Regions from separate parts of the Sus scrofa genome. Here all the other regions are linked to region 1. The links are chromatin contacts, called in public targeted proximity ligation maps. All regions are on one chromosome and are shown on one strand. The core of a region is the stretch at or near the end of the contact, and the rest is flanking DNA. Distances in the headings are between cores, read along the strand shown.

Region 1 (5,164 bases), core at 1,524-4,023:
CTATAAAGAGGCCGACACTTGATCACTCAAGATGAAGTGTGTGTGGTCTCAGAATCACATTCGGGCCACGTGGACAGTGCATTTGGTGCCCTTAACAGGAACCTTGGAATCAAAGCGGTTTGCTCTGTAGAAGGTTTCAAGTGTGCTTGGACATGTTTGTTGAGTGAATGCACGAGTGACTGCTGCTGGCCACATAATTGTCCAACAAGTGACTAAGGGAGGGAGGAAAGGAATGAACAAATTAATAAACCAATCATTCGTGCAAAATGAAGATGATACGAGAACCTACCTTGTGTGGCTGGTGGGAGAATTAAATGGGAGAATGCATATGAAACCCTTAGCACAGTGCCTGACACTAGCAGGCACACAGTTTCAGCGGGTGCTCTTATTACGTTTCCCCAAGTGTGTGGTCTGTGTGGACAGCCATGACAAGATACCACCCTAGATGACTTAAACAGCAGACGCTTATTTTCTCAGCTCTAGAGGCTACAAGTCCAAGGTTAAGGGGCAGGCAGGGTTGATGTTTGATGCGATCTCTCTTCCTGCCATGCAGACAGCTGCCTACTTAGCATTTTCTCACGTGGCCTCTTTTCTTTGAGGTAGGAGAGGGATTTCTGGTGTCTCTTCCTCTTCTTCTAAGGACACCAATCCTGTGGGATTAGGGCCCCACCCTTTCGACGGCACATAAATGTAATGACCTCCTTAAAAGCCCTGTTTTAAGAATCACAGTCACACTGGGGGCGGGGGGTGGGGGGAGGAGGGCGTCAACATAGGAATTCGAGGAGGGGACAATTCTGTCTGTCACACACAGTAAAGACTCAGACTTGGCTGTTGCCGTTATTAGGCCTAACCTTGTCACTAAGCGACGCTGGAACCATCCTTTCCTGAGAAGAGAAATTGGAACCATCCCAGTGTTCTGGAAGATTGGATGGACTGCCCGCAGCATATGTCCTCACACATGGCGGTGCCTGTCTCGTGCTCTGCAAAGACCCCAGCAGTCATCCTGTTACTCTCTTCTATTAGACAAATAGGCAATTCACTAATGCTTCTTTACTTTAAAAAACACTAAAAAGGCAAAGCAAAATACCTCTCTCTGAGGCTTCCACAAAACAGGTGCCCTGGGTGTGGAAATTGACCCTGTGAACCTGCTGTTCCGTGTTAGCAAGTGCGCTAACTAGATCTCATTTCTTTTTCTCTCTTCTTTTTCATCTCCAAATCTGCCTGGAAGACAGTGAAAAGCTCATTAATTTGAACGCTGCTAATTTGGACTGTGTAACATTGCCTCCGAGTTCGGCATGCAGTGGAATTCGTGAAGGAAATTCATTGCGGGAACATAATTGGAAAAGACAAGTCTTGGAGGGCCGGGAGGTACCTGGAGTGATCCAGTCCTTTCCCTTGGTAGCTTTTTGTGTTCAGATGAAGCAATTGAGACCCAGCAAGTGGACTTGGCTCCTCCAAGCTCACCCAGTGGAATTGTTTCCCCTCTTTCAGGACAGCAGCCTAATGCACAGAGTCTTGTTTGTGTGTGAAAGACACAGGCACTTTACAACCGTGGGTTCCTTTCACTGTGTGGAGCTTCACATATTAAAAGTACATTTAAAAGAATATTCTGCATTGCAAGCTTTCCCCTAATTGTGACTGGCCTTCTCCCAAGTTAGTTTGAGCTATTTTGGTGAGGTTTTATAGTGATTTAATAAGAAAAGCTTCTTAAAAAACCTCGTAAAACCTTCTGTTCAATTCTTTCTAACCAGCACTCCCTCTTAGAATTATGTCACTAACAGCTTCTTTTTAAAAGGCCAGAACGTTTGTCTATTCATCTGAACCTTAAAAGCAGCATTCATGGAACCCCTGAGAAACAAGACGTGGAATACTTTATAGGATGGGGGAAGAGTGAATGAAATAACGCGTGTGAAAGAGTTCTATACATTTGGGAAGCATATGCAGATGCTTTATGTTTTTCTTAATTGCCATCTCTGGTCTGGGCAGCCCCCAAAGCCTGGTCCAAATATGCTTGTGGCTATCAAGGCAGCATTTCCTTGGAGCTTCCTCAGGGAATGGGCTGTTTTTCCATGTGATTTTTTTAAAAAAGTAAATGAGATGCTTATTTATTAATCTAAATCAAGCCGCACATCCTTTCTCTGGAGTCAGACCCGTTAGGGTACCAGAGAGCAATCGGCAGATGATTTAGTGAGCCCGGGTTCAGAGCCCCATTGAGGCAGAAAAAATTATAAGGTGTTCTTGGCCTTGGAACTTGAGGAAGTCTCTGCACAGTCGTGGTGAACAAGGGTGGGGCGCCCCCAGTACTGGGGCTGGAGGGCGCTTCTGAACCTCTCCTTCTTGAGTAGTTCATGCATCGTTAACTCCATTTTGGAGTTGTGGAAGATGAAGGCTTATTCCCTATTCCTAAGCCCGGTTCTCTGCTTGGTGAGACGATGGTGATGGTGGTGATACAGCAGTGGAAGTGGTCAGAGCCAGAAGAGTCGTTTGGGCCTGTGTTCCTTGCACACTCACTGTGTGCCAGACACTCTTCGGGTGCTTTGCTGCCAGCTGAATCCTCACAACCCTAGAATGTAGAAACTTTGTTGGACAGGTGCCAAGGAACAGAGAGGTGAACAACTTGCCTGAGGTCACACAGCCGGCAAGGGACAGCAACGGGAAGTCAACTCTGGCCATCTCATGCCCCCTCGCTGCTGGCACAGGGCTCTGTCTCCATCTGCCAAGGCTCCTGCAAGTCCCAGAACACATGCTGCTCCCCACATGGTGACTCAGAGGCCTGGGAGCAATGCGTGTCAGGGCCTCGGCCTCAAGTCTGAGGTCAGGAGACAGGAGACGGCAGTGCTCTTGCTTAATCCCCAACGTCCCATTTTTCCTGAGTTTCCTTCGGGGGCCTTATCTGCAGCTGACAAGTGCTGACAGGTGGCCCCTCACCTCACGGGGCCCGCGACCACATGCGCCTAGACCGTCTCGTCAGGGTTCAGTTTTTTGCTTTCAAGAAAAGACAAAAGGAAAAAAAGGTTTCTCTTTTCAGCTGTCAGGGTCACAACATGAGCCTCTCAGAGCTTGCTGAGTGTGGAAGCATTTCCGGTTTCCTTCTCAGAAAGCAGCAGTGGGGCCACTGGTATCAGTGCAGTGAGTTTCTATTATCCAGGGTGATGCAGCGTTGACTTCGTCTGATGGAAGAGGCCCAGCACCAGCGGTAACGAGGGCTTCGTTTCATTTGCGCTGGCCTCTCCCTCCCTCTTGAGTCTCATCTCAAGCCCCTCTTCCCCTTCCCACTATACAGGCCCTGGCTCAGTTCTCCTGCTGTACTGGCTTTTTCCTGCCTCTGGGCCTTTGCACATGCTATTCTGCTGCCTGAAAAGCTTTCTCCTCTCCTCCCCTCTAATTGGTGGACTCCTGCTCAGCCCGAGGACCTGTTCTGTGGTCTCTTAGCCCCTTTACCTCTCTTTTTTAGCCCTTTACCGACTGTAATTATTTTAGTTTTCGTTATTTAAGTGCCTTCTTCCCTGTTGGTCGCCAGGGTCTATGCTGGGTGCCTCTGTGCCTGCTTTGTGGCTAATGTTGTTCCTGAAACAGGGTGAGGAACCTGGGGAGATGGGGTGAGAATGGGGTACCCCAAGTTTCATAAGAGCTGGGTCTCCTGCTCAAGCTACTCAGTGACTCCTTTTCCATCCATCCTAGATCCCAGAATGACACATAGGAAAGTGGTGAAGGTGAGAACTCTAGACCCAGGCTGTCTGGGTGTGTATCCCAGCCTTGCCTCTTACTGGCTTTATTTATTTTTTTTTTTATTGCCACCTCACAAATGACCACAAAACTTAGCGGTTGACAGCAACACACATTTATTATCCCAGTTTCCATGGCTCAGGAGTCTGGGCAGGCTTGGCTGGGCCTCTGCGCAGGGTCTCACCAGGCTGCAGGCCAGGTGTCTGCCAGGGCGACGGTCCATGCCAGGCTCAGGTCCCTTTCCAAGCTCTCGTGGTTATTGGCAGAACTCGTTTTCTTTTAGCTGTCAAAAATCACAGCAGCTTGGTTTTTCCAGGCCAGCAACAAGAGTCTCTCTGAGCATATAGAAAGGCTCAGCCCTACTTAAAATGCTTACCTAATAAGGTCAGGCCCATCCAGGATACCTTTCTTTTAGATTAGCACAGTCAACTGATTAAAGACCTTAACATCTGCAAAATCCCTTTGCTTTTGCCCGATAATGTCCCATAATTATGGAAGTGATGTTCCATCATCTTCCCAGGTCCTCTGTGCTCAAGGGGGAGAGGATTATACACGGCCTGTACATCAGAGGGGCAGGAATCACAGGGACCGGCTTAGAATTCTGACGGCCACTCTATCTGTGTGGCCTTGGGTAAGCTGCTTAACCTCTCTGTGCCACCGTTAGCCGCCTCTGTAAAGTGGGAACAGGAGTAGTACCCACTTCATAGGGCTTGTGGCGATGATTAAACGAGCTCATTTATGTTAAATGCTTAAAACAATTCCTGGCAGGTGGTGCGTACTCTGTAAATGGTAGCTGTTACAATCATAAAGATGATAATCCCTAACCAAGCCAGGGGGATCCAAGTTTAGAAATCCAACCCACCAACTGGCTGGAAAATGACATCTGAGAAGCCAGGCTGAACGAGAAAGAAGAGACTGGAAAACATCAATGAGCTTGGTAAATTGGCCGTGCTAAAAGGGAAAGCTGACGGCCTCCACTCCACGGGGCGAACACGGGCGAGGCAGATGGAAAGCTGTATCTAGTTGCTAAAGCAAAGTGGATATAAGTGGTGCACGTGCCCCCACTTGGGTTCCTTTCATTAAAACATCTCTTCTCAAGGCAAAGAGGAACGTTCTCTCTCTCAGGAAGCTTAAAATCCCTTACGTGAGGAATTTTCATCAAAACTGACATCCCAGATATGAAGCAATGAGCATAACTGGATGTTTGGGCAGCTTTTGTAAGCAGCTGTCCCCTCAGATTTAGGTCTGACCTCGAGGAAGGCTTTCTCCTGAAACAGGATCCCAGTTGGTTCAGTTTTAAGATAAGGGTCCCTTGTCACCCCAGTGAGCCTCACCATCACATGAACCAGTGCTGTGGGATGTGGAAGCCTGCTCCGTGGTGCATGTGCTTTGCTGGAGGGAGTTAGGCATTGACTTGTTGCTCAGTCTGGGATGCTGT
Region 2 (5,164 bases), core at 1,457-3,956, 390 kb after region 1:
CCCACATGGGCCAGGTCTCTGTCCTCACGGAGAATATGGCCTAGCAGCGAACTCAGACATTAAACAAATAAGTTCATAAGTAATTTGTTGTCAGGGTTGTAATGCAGAAGCAGAGGGTGTTGGACGTCTGTATCGCCTGCATCCTCGATGTATAAGAAGTGAAACAGGGATTGAGCCACAGTAATCAAAGGAGGTCAGTGAGAGAAAACAGGGGGAAGGAATGCAGATAGTTCGTGACTATACAGGGAGATGTTCGAGGGCAACTCACACCCCTTGAGATCCCACGAACATCTGGGAGTTTCTGGCTGGTATAGAAATATTTCCAACACTAACTGAGGACAAGTCAAACACGGAATGAATTACAAACACCACAGCAGCTATCTGTTTGGTTTCTAGGTTCTATGGCAAGATAAGTGTAGGACTGTCTTATGACTACAAAAGAGTCCAAATTCACCTTTTGCGTTCAACTCCATTTGTTTCCCTTCCTTCCTTCAGTGTTTTCTGAGCTTTTCCCTTTGAACCATTCCGAAGTCAGGCTTGACATCCTCCTCTCCTAATATCTCTTCCAAGGTCTGCTATTTGGCTTTCAGTAAATAGAAAACTGAACTCATGACTGAATCTAATTGCTCTTGGCACGCTCAGCTACAATGTGTAATACCCTTCCTGGGCCTTAGTGTTTTTCCTCCTTGTTCCAACTTGCTGCACGTCAAATAGGTTTAAAATCTGTCTTTGGAAACTGCAGGGTGCTGGATATTCTCCATGGGCTGTTCCTGCTCCACTCTCCACCCTGCTCTGGGACTCCCTGGAGGATGACCTTTATAGACTACCTCAAAGGCTCCCATGCGCTCTCCCTGGGCTTGGCTAATGAGAGGCCAACAGGAGGCATGGCTGGAAAATGGCAAACTGGAGAAGAAAGTGGTCGGGGGTTGAATCCCCTGGCTGTCCCACTGATGATGTGTAGTTTGACAGCTGCAGAGACTTCCACAGCTATTGATCTTGCCAGATTCTAGTATCAGCTCCTCCCTCTGTCCCTTCATGCCTTGGAGGAGGAGCCGCGTCCCCCATTCTATCTCTACTGGATGCTTCATGATCCTTTGCTGGATTCCCTTGACCCTGGCTCACATCTTTGTACCTACGTAGTCCTTCATTAAGCTTCTCGTACAGGGACACAGACAAAAACAAACAAGATTACAAAAATCAGCAACTCATATACATGGGATTTTATAGGATGCAAGTAACAAAAGACATGCTGTATAATTGGTGCATACTAAAATGCTCAGAGGAAGTTTTTAAAATCTTGGCAATGTTAGTCAATATCTGAAGGCCACAGACTTGCATTCTTAAAAACATACCTGTACATCAATCTTCCTCTTTCTCGTGCATTCATTCTTCCCCATTCACCATTTTCAAAAGCATCTTTTGCTGCGGCTACTGCTTTATCAACATCCACCAAAGAAGCATAGGATACTTTGCATATTATCTATTTCAATACAAGCAAAAATAAATTATGGGTTATTTATATAAAGAGATACAAAAATATGTTTCTTGGAATTAATATTATATTACAAAATCCAAAGAATTTTTTTCTGATAGAAAATGAATACTTCCAGTAATATAGTAAAGACAAAGAAACAATTTTTTTTTTTGCTTTTTAGTGTCACACCTGTGGAACACAGAAGTTCCCAGGCTAGGGGTCAAATTGGAGCTGCAGCTGCTGGCCTACACCACAGCCTAACACAGAATCCTAGCCATGTCGGCGACCTATATACCACAGTTCACTGCAACTCCGAATCCTTCAACCACTGAGTAAGGCCAGGGATCAAACCCGTATCCTCATGGATACTAGGTGGATTCTGAGCCATGACAGGAACTCTGAAGGAAACAATTTTACCATGAAAATTGTGAGTCTAAAATTTGCTGCTTCTCATGTCAGGCTACACTACAGGAAGACACATTTAGGAAACTGTAACTATTTCTTCTTGTGCCTTAGGGAAGCTGAATTTCTCACCATGCGCTTGCAGAGACTAAGATTTTTTTCACACATATAGCTTTATGTGAAATTATACCTCTAATGTGTGTAAGTATAGCTTCTGTCTAATTTCATCACAAATACTCCTTCTACAAAGTAGGTTACTATAGCTAACAAGAGCCAGTACCAGAATTCAATAGTTGAAAGAAATGCATGAAATACACATATATTGAGTGCTCAGTGGCCGAGTAACAGAATAAAGAAACTTCTTAATACTGCTTTGTTTTATAACTGTATATAAACAAAAAATCCATGATCAATGGCCACTGCCCACACTAAATAATTACTCACAGATCCATCTGTTGGGTTGATAGTGTCATAGGTCTTTCCATCATCAGCATCTGTGAATTGTCCATTTATGAAACACTGATATGGCATTTTTACTGTCATTTCATTGACCTCCTTGGAAACCTAAGAAAGAAATCATATTAATAGACTCAATGGATTCTGTGCTTATGCATTTGAAGCTTATTCACTAATGCAGAGGGAAAATTTAAATCAATGGGATTCTAGTGCTTACACTCCAGAAGAGACAAGAATACATAATATTTAGGCCTCATGATTCTCAGATTGCCATGGAAGCAGAGAGTCAGCATCTGTGATGACTAAAGTGCTGGAGGCTATGCTTTATAAAGCTCTGATTTTCTTTCTCATAGAGATGAAAGATAACTGAGACCACCATACAATGGAAACACCACCATCTAGTGGCAACATCTGTGAAATGCAGGCACTGCTGTCATTTAAAATCTTGAAATTGCCTTTGTCAGTTAAGTTTCCTTTTACACTTGTGCCATTTTAAGTTTCCTTTCCTGTGTTTTTCTCTATTTTCACTTTCGGTCTCTTACATATATGTTGCTTAAATTGTACTCTCTAATATTAGCTAGCAAATGAATTTAGGCTAGTCCATTAACCTATTAATCTCAGTTTTTTCAACAAAATATAGATAATATACCTATTTCATATAGTTAATATGAGAAATACTTTTTCAAAAATATGAGAAATAATTAAAACAACATGTGAAAGAGCATTATTGGCATAAAACTTCACATCAAAGAAAGGTATTAAAAAGGAAATTTAATAATTTAAGAAACTATTTTATATAGAGAAATTGATGATGCTTAGAAAAGAAATAAAAATAGCAAGAGGGGTATCTTGCCTTGTCCAATACCAACTGCTCATGTTCCATAGAATATTTCTATTTGTTTGTGTAAGTTATAATGACGGAAACAATCTGAATTGATGTATTCAGCCCCTGCATGTAGTCCACTTTTCTTTTTTCCTCTTTTTTTTTTTTTTTTTTTTTTTTTTTTTTTTTTTTTGTCTATTTAGGGCCACACTGGCGGCATATGGAGGTTCCCAGGCTAGGGGTCAAATCAGACCTGCAGCTGCTGGCCTACACAACAGCCACAGCAATGCCAGATCCAAGCCACATATGTGACCTGCAACACAGCTCACAACAATGCCAGAGTGAGGTCAGGGATCGATCCTGTGTCCTCATGGATACTAGTCAGATTCATTTTCACTAAGTCACGACAGGAACTCCTAGTCCAGTTTTTAAACTCATCATTTTGGAGTTCCCATCGTGGTGCAGCAGAAACAAATCTAACTGGCACCAATGAGGATGCTGGTTTGATTCCTGGCCTCACTCAGTGGGTTGGGGATCTGGCGTTGCCATGAGCTATGGTGTAGGTCAAACATGGCTCAGATCCCATGTTGCTGTGGCTGTGGTGTAGGCTGGCAGCTGTAGCTCCGATTCAACTCCTATCCTGGGCATCTCCATATGCCACTGGTGAGACCCTAAAAAGCAAAAAATTAAAAAATTTAAAAAATAAACTCATCATTCTGGAAATATGCTAAACGTCTTACATTTGATTCTCTCAGCAATCCTATCACCTGGGTGTTAGTATTATTCCATTTAACATTCGAAGAAACTGAAACTTAGAGAAATTAAGTAATTTGCCAAAGGTCACATAGCTAACAATGTTACTTGGATTCAAATTTAGGTTAGTTTAACTCCAAAATTCATGTTCTCAACCAGATGATGCTAAACTGCTTTCCAAACTTACCTTTTATTTTTAAAAAAATGAATAAAAAGCACTTCTGGAATAGTAAATTAAGGACCTTTGAAAATCTGAAAGAACATTAGAAAAAAGAAAAGTGGACAATAGAAAATACTGTCAAAATTATTTTTCTCAGGACTCTGGAAATTAATCAGAGGCTTGCAAGAATCCATTTAATCAAGAAGAATGTTTATAAGAACAGTGAGCTTTGTGGCATGTTAATTTATCCCATTCCCATCTCTCTCGACAGCTCTGCAGTAACTTGAAAATCAACATCCTTGCAAGTATGGGAGCTGTGAAAAACAGCAGCAGTCTATTAGCTATGAGGGAGAAAATTGGTCTGAGCTCTCCAAAAGCCTCATCCCAAGACAGTTGTTATTATTTGGCCTGGTAGCTCCATGAAAAGCTCCATTCTCAGGGCTTATTTTAATTTGACCTGATTCAGAGCTTTCTATACATAAACATCCTATCTCTAGGCGTTCGTCAAAATAATCAGTGGCAACTGTTTAATATTGTAGCTGCCCAAGGCTGTAATACCAACTGGGGCTAACAAATAGGTGATCAAAGGACTTAAAATGAAAAATGGGCATGAGATATCCACAGGGATCTTTAAGAAGCTCTGACATATTCCTGGGAATCTAGAAGACCAATCTAGTATAAGACTTGTGCATGTGCTTTAAAAGCCCTAATTTCTTACCTGTGGCTGACCTGAAACTCTGTGCAAGTAAGAAATGTGTGAAGACTACGAAAGCATTGTAAACTGCTTGCTGGGGCTTTAAAGGTATACCCTAACATACAGCCCTCATTAAAAGCTGGGAGACTTACTGGTTCAAGGAATTTAAAGAAATCTATGTATAACCATTAGTTGACCACTCAGTTAACCAAGCAGGGACTTAAGTAGTGGAAAACAACAAAGAATACAAGCTTTGCAGAATTAGTCCAGGAAAATCACTAAACAAAGAAAAAGCAACAACAACCAGCAGCAACAATACCTAAGAAGGTAGGTGGGGTCTGATTTCCAGAATTGTCATATTCTATTATTTAAGAATGTCTATTTTTTGGAATTTCCTTGTGG
Region 3 (5,164 bases), core at 1,397-3,896, 370 kb before region 1:
AAGAGCAATGAGGTCCTGCTCTATAGCACAGGGAACTATATCCAGTCACTTGTGATGGAACTTGATAGAAGATAAGAAAATGAATGTATATTTATGTGTAACTGGGTCACTTTGCTATACAGCAGAAATTGACAGAACATTGTAAATCAACTATCATTAAAAAAAAAAATCTCTTCAACAATCACTCCAACTGAACAAAGAAAACAGACTTGGCTCATGGAGGGAGATTTTCTTTGCCTTTAAAAGTCCTGACTGAGTTATATTCGTTATTATGATAGACGGCAAACTCCTGTGTGAGGCTGTTATTAAGATTCACTTCAGCTTGAGGCGGTGTCTATTTTTAAAAGGCTTTGGTTCAGCTTTTATTTGCTTTCCATATTTAAGCAAAGAAACACCCAGAGTTTTCCAAGTGCCTTTTTGACTCTGGGTTGCTCCCAGGAAAAGCAGGAAATAAGCTTGCCCACAAACCCAGATAAAACAAAGAACCTGCACCATTGCCACACATCTGGTGACCAGACAAGTTGCCCAAATCCCAACCGCAATGGAAGTTCCTCACGAGCAGGAAACTCTGTAACCCTAGAACAGAGCCGGATATGGGCTGGATGTTTTAACATATGTTAATTAATTGAAAGAAGGAAAAACAGCACGGTACTGATTGAGAAGAGGGACACACACCCCTGGGCACACACAAACTTGAGGTGGCCCAATGTGGTTTTGGTGTTAAAAAGATCACCCTTGGGAGAGTGGAACTTTTCATTCATTACCACTAGGAGTACAAATGGGGACTGCTTTTCTGGAAAAGCAATTTGGCCATGTGTAAGAAGAGCCTTAAAGCTGTAAACACAAAGATACTCACTGCAACCCCATTCATAATATTTCAAAACAAGCATCAAAGTAAATGTCTAAAAGAACCAGGTGGGCGTAGTGCGGTAGCTCTACTGGAAGGACTATTACACGGCTAGTTAGTAAAGATGTTTCCTCCCTTCTTTTCTTGAGTATGGATTTCCTGCAAGGTCCTAGGCACTGTTCAGGCTTTTGGGATACAGCAAAGGAAAAAATACGTAAAGTTGCTAGTCTGCTGGGGTGTACATTTTTGGAGGAGGGACGTGGAAGCTGGGGAAAAATATAGGACGTGGAAGAATATAGGGCAAATCAGAAGGCTGTCAGTGCCATATAAACAAAAGAGACGGTAAGGGGGTGAAAAGCTGGGTGCAAAACTATTCATTGAGGGGAAAGAACAAACCTGGAAAGAAGGAGTAGACAGCAAATGTAGTTTAAAGGGAAGGATTTTGGATGGTGCTTTTTCCCCCCCTTTTTATGGCCACGCCCCCTGCATGTGGCACGTGGAGGTTCCCTGGTCAGTGACTGGGTCCAAGATGCAGCTGTGACCTACTCCGCAGCTGCGGCAACCTGGGCTCCTTCCACCCACTGCTCCCAGCCTCCAGCCGCGCCTCTGCAGCGACCTGACCCGCTGCAGTCTGATTCTTAGCCCACTGCTCCACAGCCAGGAATCCCTCCTTCTTTCACCTTTGTATTTTCCTGTTTATCTTTGGTGAGTGTATTTTAATGTGAAAAGAAAAAAACGCACTTGCTTGAAAGAGAAGGGGCGCGGGAGCAGGGTGTCGCCGGCGGCGGCCGGCAGGGGGCGCTCGGCCTCCGCTCGGCGTTGCTCGCCGCGCGTTCCCACAGGGCCCCGCGCGCCATGGGCTGCGCCAAGAGCAAGGAGGCGCGGGCGGCCGTGCGGGAAGCCCAGGGCAAGAGAGGACGTGGCGGCCGCTCAGTAGGTATGACCGAGGGCCACGTCGCGGCCCCGGGGCCCTCCAGACGGTCGGCGACCACCGGCCCTGGTTGGGTCCCTCGTCCTGGAGCCTTCGGCCTGGCAGCCCTTGGCCGTCGTCGTGAGCCCGACGACGGGCGCCGGCCTGGAGAATCCAGAAACGGGCGAGGCCTTGGGGATGCCCCGCGGCGGGAAAGAGCCACCGCCCCGTGTTTACCCCAGGACACGTCGGTGGTGGCGGCCGTCCAGGTAGCGTTCAAGGTGGTCGGAGGCTGGTGCTGGGCAGCCACGATCTGAGAAGACCGTTCAGAGCTAACCCTACGGAGAATTACGGGTCCCTTTCCTGCCTGCGGGCTGTTGAGTGTGTATTGAGTTTCCAAAGAAAGGAAACATACTACCCATCGGGAATTACCTTCCTTTCTTGAGAATCCGGGACCCAGGGCTGAGGGTGAAGGAGCTAAGCCCCAAGGGAAGTTTAGGTCTTTTAACTGGGCAGGTCTTGGGTGGCGCCCAAGGACCCCCAGGCCCCCCCCACCTTCTTGCCATCCATCCCAAATCTTATCAGACAGACCTTCCCCTTTCCCACCCCCTATCTTAGCTTCCTTCCCTCCTTCCTCCCTCCCTCCCTTTCACATTTCTGACACCACCATCCCATTTTATCCGTTCAGTTACTCTTTGAGATGGGAAAGGTTGCTTCTGTTTTCTCCACTTTGCAGTTAGTGAATAATAATGGCGAACAGTTATTGAGCAGTGTTTCAAGCACTTGACATGAATTATCTTGTTTCACTTTATCAGCAGTACCCTGAGACGGGTGAATCATACCCTCACATTTTACAGATGAAGTAACTGAAACACAAGGGGTTATGAAACTAGCTGGGATCTAAGCTGAGGCATCTTGGCTCCAAAGTGCAGATCCTAACCCTTGTACAGCTCCCCTCCCCTCTTGGTTTTACAAGTGTGAAAACGGAGACCCAGAAAAGTAACAATTCCCACGAATGGAATTGTTAAATGCTGGAGGATCTGTCTCTTTCAATTTAGTTAGCAGAGCATATGGTGAAAGGCTCAGAGGAATGGAAAAAAACAGCCAAGTGAGGCAGGCAGCTCCTTGGAAGAGCTAGGACTTGGCAGGGAGTGTCTGACGGGAAAAGCTCATGCTCACCCCTGGGAGCAGCTGACAAGACCATCCTGGAGGAGCTGAGGACCTAAGTGGGGGAAGGGAAGAATGGGAGAGAAGGTTGAGTGGGGGGCAGTTCCTGCTCAAGCACAAGCAGCTCGTTTGTGGCCATCCCTTGGCTTTCTTCCCATCTACACAGGGGAGGGTTAGTCTGTGTGTCCTAAATTTGCCTTTCCTGTACCAGGTTTAGGATTTCTCCCATATCCATGTACTACTATTTACTATCTTTAATTACACCCACCCTTTGAAATACTTTTTAAGTGAAGTATACTGTACGTACAGAAAAGTGCAATTATTGTAATACAGCTTACTAAATTTTTGCAAACTAAACAGCCCTATCCAGCCAGCACCCAGGTAGAGAAACACTTCCAGTCCCCCCCAGAAACCCCCCACCACCCATGCCCCTTACTCCCACACCAAGGCAACCACTTGGCTGATTTCTAATAGCATGCATTTCTCACCTGCCCTGCAGTTACTGTTTGAAATAAATTTAGCACTGTTTTAAGCATTAATCTATGAAAGCCCTGCATCGTTCTGGATGTTTTTCTGTACACAGACATATTTGCATCCAATTGAAATTTAAAATGTTCTTTCATGTATCACCTGTAAACATTCTAGAAGGTGTCTTCCTTGGGTATCGCCAGTGATCTGCACACCGGATTTGGTGAAATGTTAGACGACATGTTCTCTCAGTTCCCTCCCACTGCAAAAGTATGTGCCTCGGTTCCAAGAAACTGATTTCTTAAGTGAGCAGCCAGAATCTAATGTGAGGTTTCACACAATCTGGCCCAAGTTGTAATGGTGAAGAATGTCTTAATTGAATGACTCTTCAAGGAAGCAGCTATTACTTAACAGGCACGAGGGACACCAGGAAATAAGGCATGATCTCAGCCCTTAACATAGGGGCTAGTGCGGAGGAATAACAGAAAATGCTGTGTCATCATGTGTAATCAAAAAGGTAGATGGGTACAAGATACCTGGGAAGAAGAGTAAACTTCTGAGTGCTGAGAGTTTATATTTCTACCATGACACACATTCCATCCTATTTTGATTAACTCGTAAACACTTATTTTTCTGACTGGATTTTTGAGAATCAGTGTGTCTTGTTCATTATAACATCTTCCACAGTCCTTGGTGCACTGCCTTGAAGGTGGGAGCCAGTAAATGTATTCATATTGTCCATATGGCAAAGGGCAATTTTTTAGAAGTGAGGAATTTTCTAAAAGCTGATGATACCAGTGCTACCATTTCTTCAGTGAGGCCCGGAGACAGTGTTTCTTAAAGTGTGATCCTAAGACCCCCTGCCAGAGAATGAATTAGGTGAGAATTAGTTGCACAAGAGTGTTTCTCAAAGTGTGGTCCTGAGACCACCTACAAGAGAATTAATACACATAAGGGAGGTGTAGCTTCAAAGCTCATTTTCCTGGCCTCCGCCCTGGACCCGTTAAATCGGTCTCAGAGTATTGGGCCAGGAGTCATCACTTTTGGTAGCTTAGCTGTTTCTGTTCGAACCAAGGTCTGTGAACGCAGCAGTGAGGTATTTGGGCTGGAGTCAAACCATCTTTTCTTGAGAAGAGGTCCTGACCTCAGCAGTGGGGCTGAGGCTTGGGTGGAGGCAGCTCCTGCAGCTGGTTGAGCCTGATAGAGTGAGTCCGATGTAGTAAGAGGAGTGGAAATCTGTGGTGTGGAACCAAAGGTCATCCTGACTTTCATGCTAGGAATGTGCACTGAGAATTTAATATCGCATGATCTAGTAGATGATTCAAGAGAAAATGTGTTTTTAGCCCACATCAGCCCGGCAACTTAAATAAAATCTTTGCTCGTCATTTGGATCTTCACACTTAAATGTTCACTTCTTTATATTAATGCGTAGTGAGTAATTTAAAGCTTTCAAATTATTAGTCTTATTTATTTATTTAGGGCCATACCCACAGCATGTGGAAGTTCCCAGGCTAGGGGTCACACCAGAGCTACAGCTGCTGGCCTATGCCACAGCCACAGCTATGCCACATCTGAGCCGCATCTCTGACCTAAACCACAGCTCACAGCAATGCTGGATCCCTAACCCACTGAGTGAGGCTAGGGATTGAACCGGTGTTCTCATGGACACTAGTCAGATTCCTTTCCACTGAGCCACGACGGGAACTCCTATTTCGTCCTTTTTTTTTTTTTTTGGTCTTTTCTAGGGCCGCACCCACGGCATATGGAGGTTC

The links.
Region 2: a contact with region 1 is called in a targeted proximity ligation map of alveolar macrophages. A contact is called at or near these places in 1 of 47 Hi-C or Micro-C datasets (embryonic fibroblasts) and 1 of 2 datasets of targeted methods (alveolar macrophages).
Region 3: a targeted proximity ligation map of alveolar macrophages shows a contact between it and region 1. A contact is called at or near these places in 1 of 47 Hi-C or Micro-C datasets (embryonic fibroblasts) and 1 of 2 datasets of targeted methods (alveolar macrophages).

What each region holds. Positions count from the first base shown.
Region 1 is chr5:79,915,725-79,920,888 of Sscrofa11.1, reverse strand. The region is part of intron 2 of CHST11 (carbohydrate sulfotransferase 11); the gene reads left to right. Among named protein-coding and RNA genes, the nearest start is that of CHST11, 150 kb to the left of the region's middle.
Region 2 is chr5:79,524,018-79,529,181 of Sscrofa11.1, reverse strand. It overlaps ALDH1L2 (mitochondrial 10-formyltetrahydrofolate dehydrogenase), which reads right to left. Exons shown (of 24, transcript XM_001926587.6): 11 at 2,321-2,440; 12 at 1,353-1,480. It also overlaps the pseudogene LOC102158073. Among named protein-coding and RNA genes, the nearest start is that of ALDH1L2, 34 kb to the right of the region's middle.
Region 3 is chr5:80,284,598-80,289,761 of Sscrofa11.1, reverse strand. No RefSeq gene overlaps it. Among named protein-coding and RNA genes, the nearest start is that of TRNAA-UGC, 45 kb to the right of the region's middle.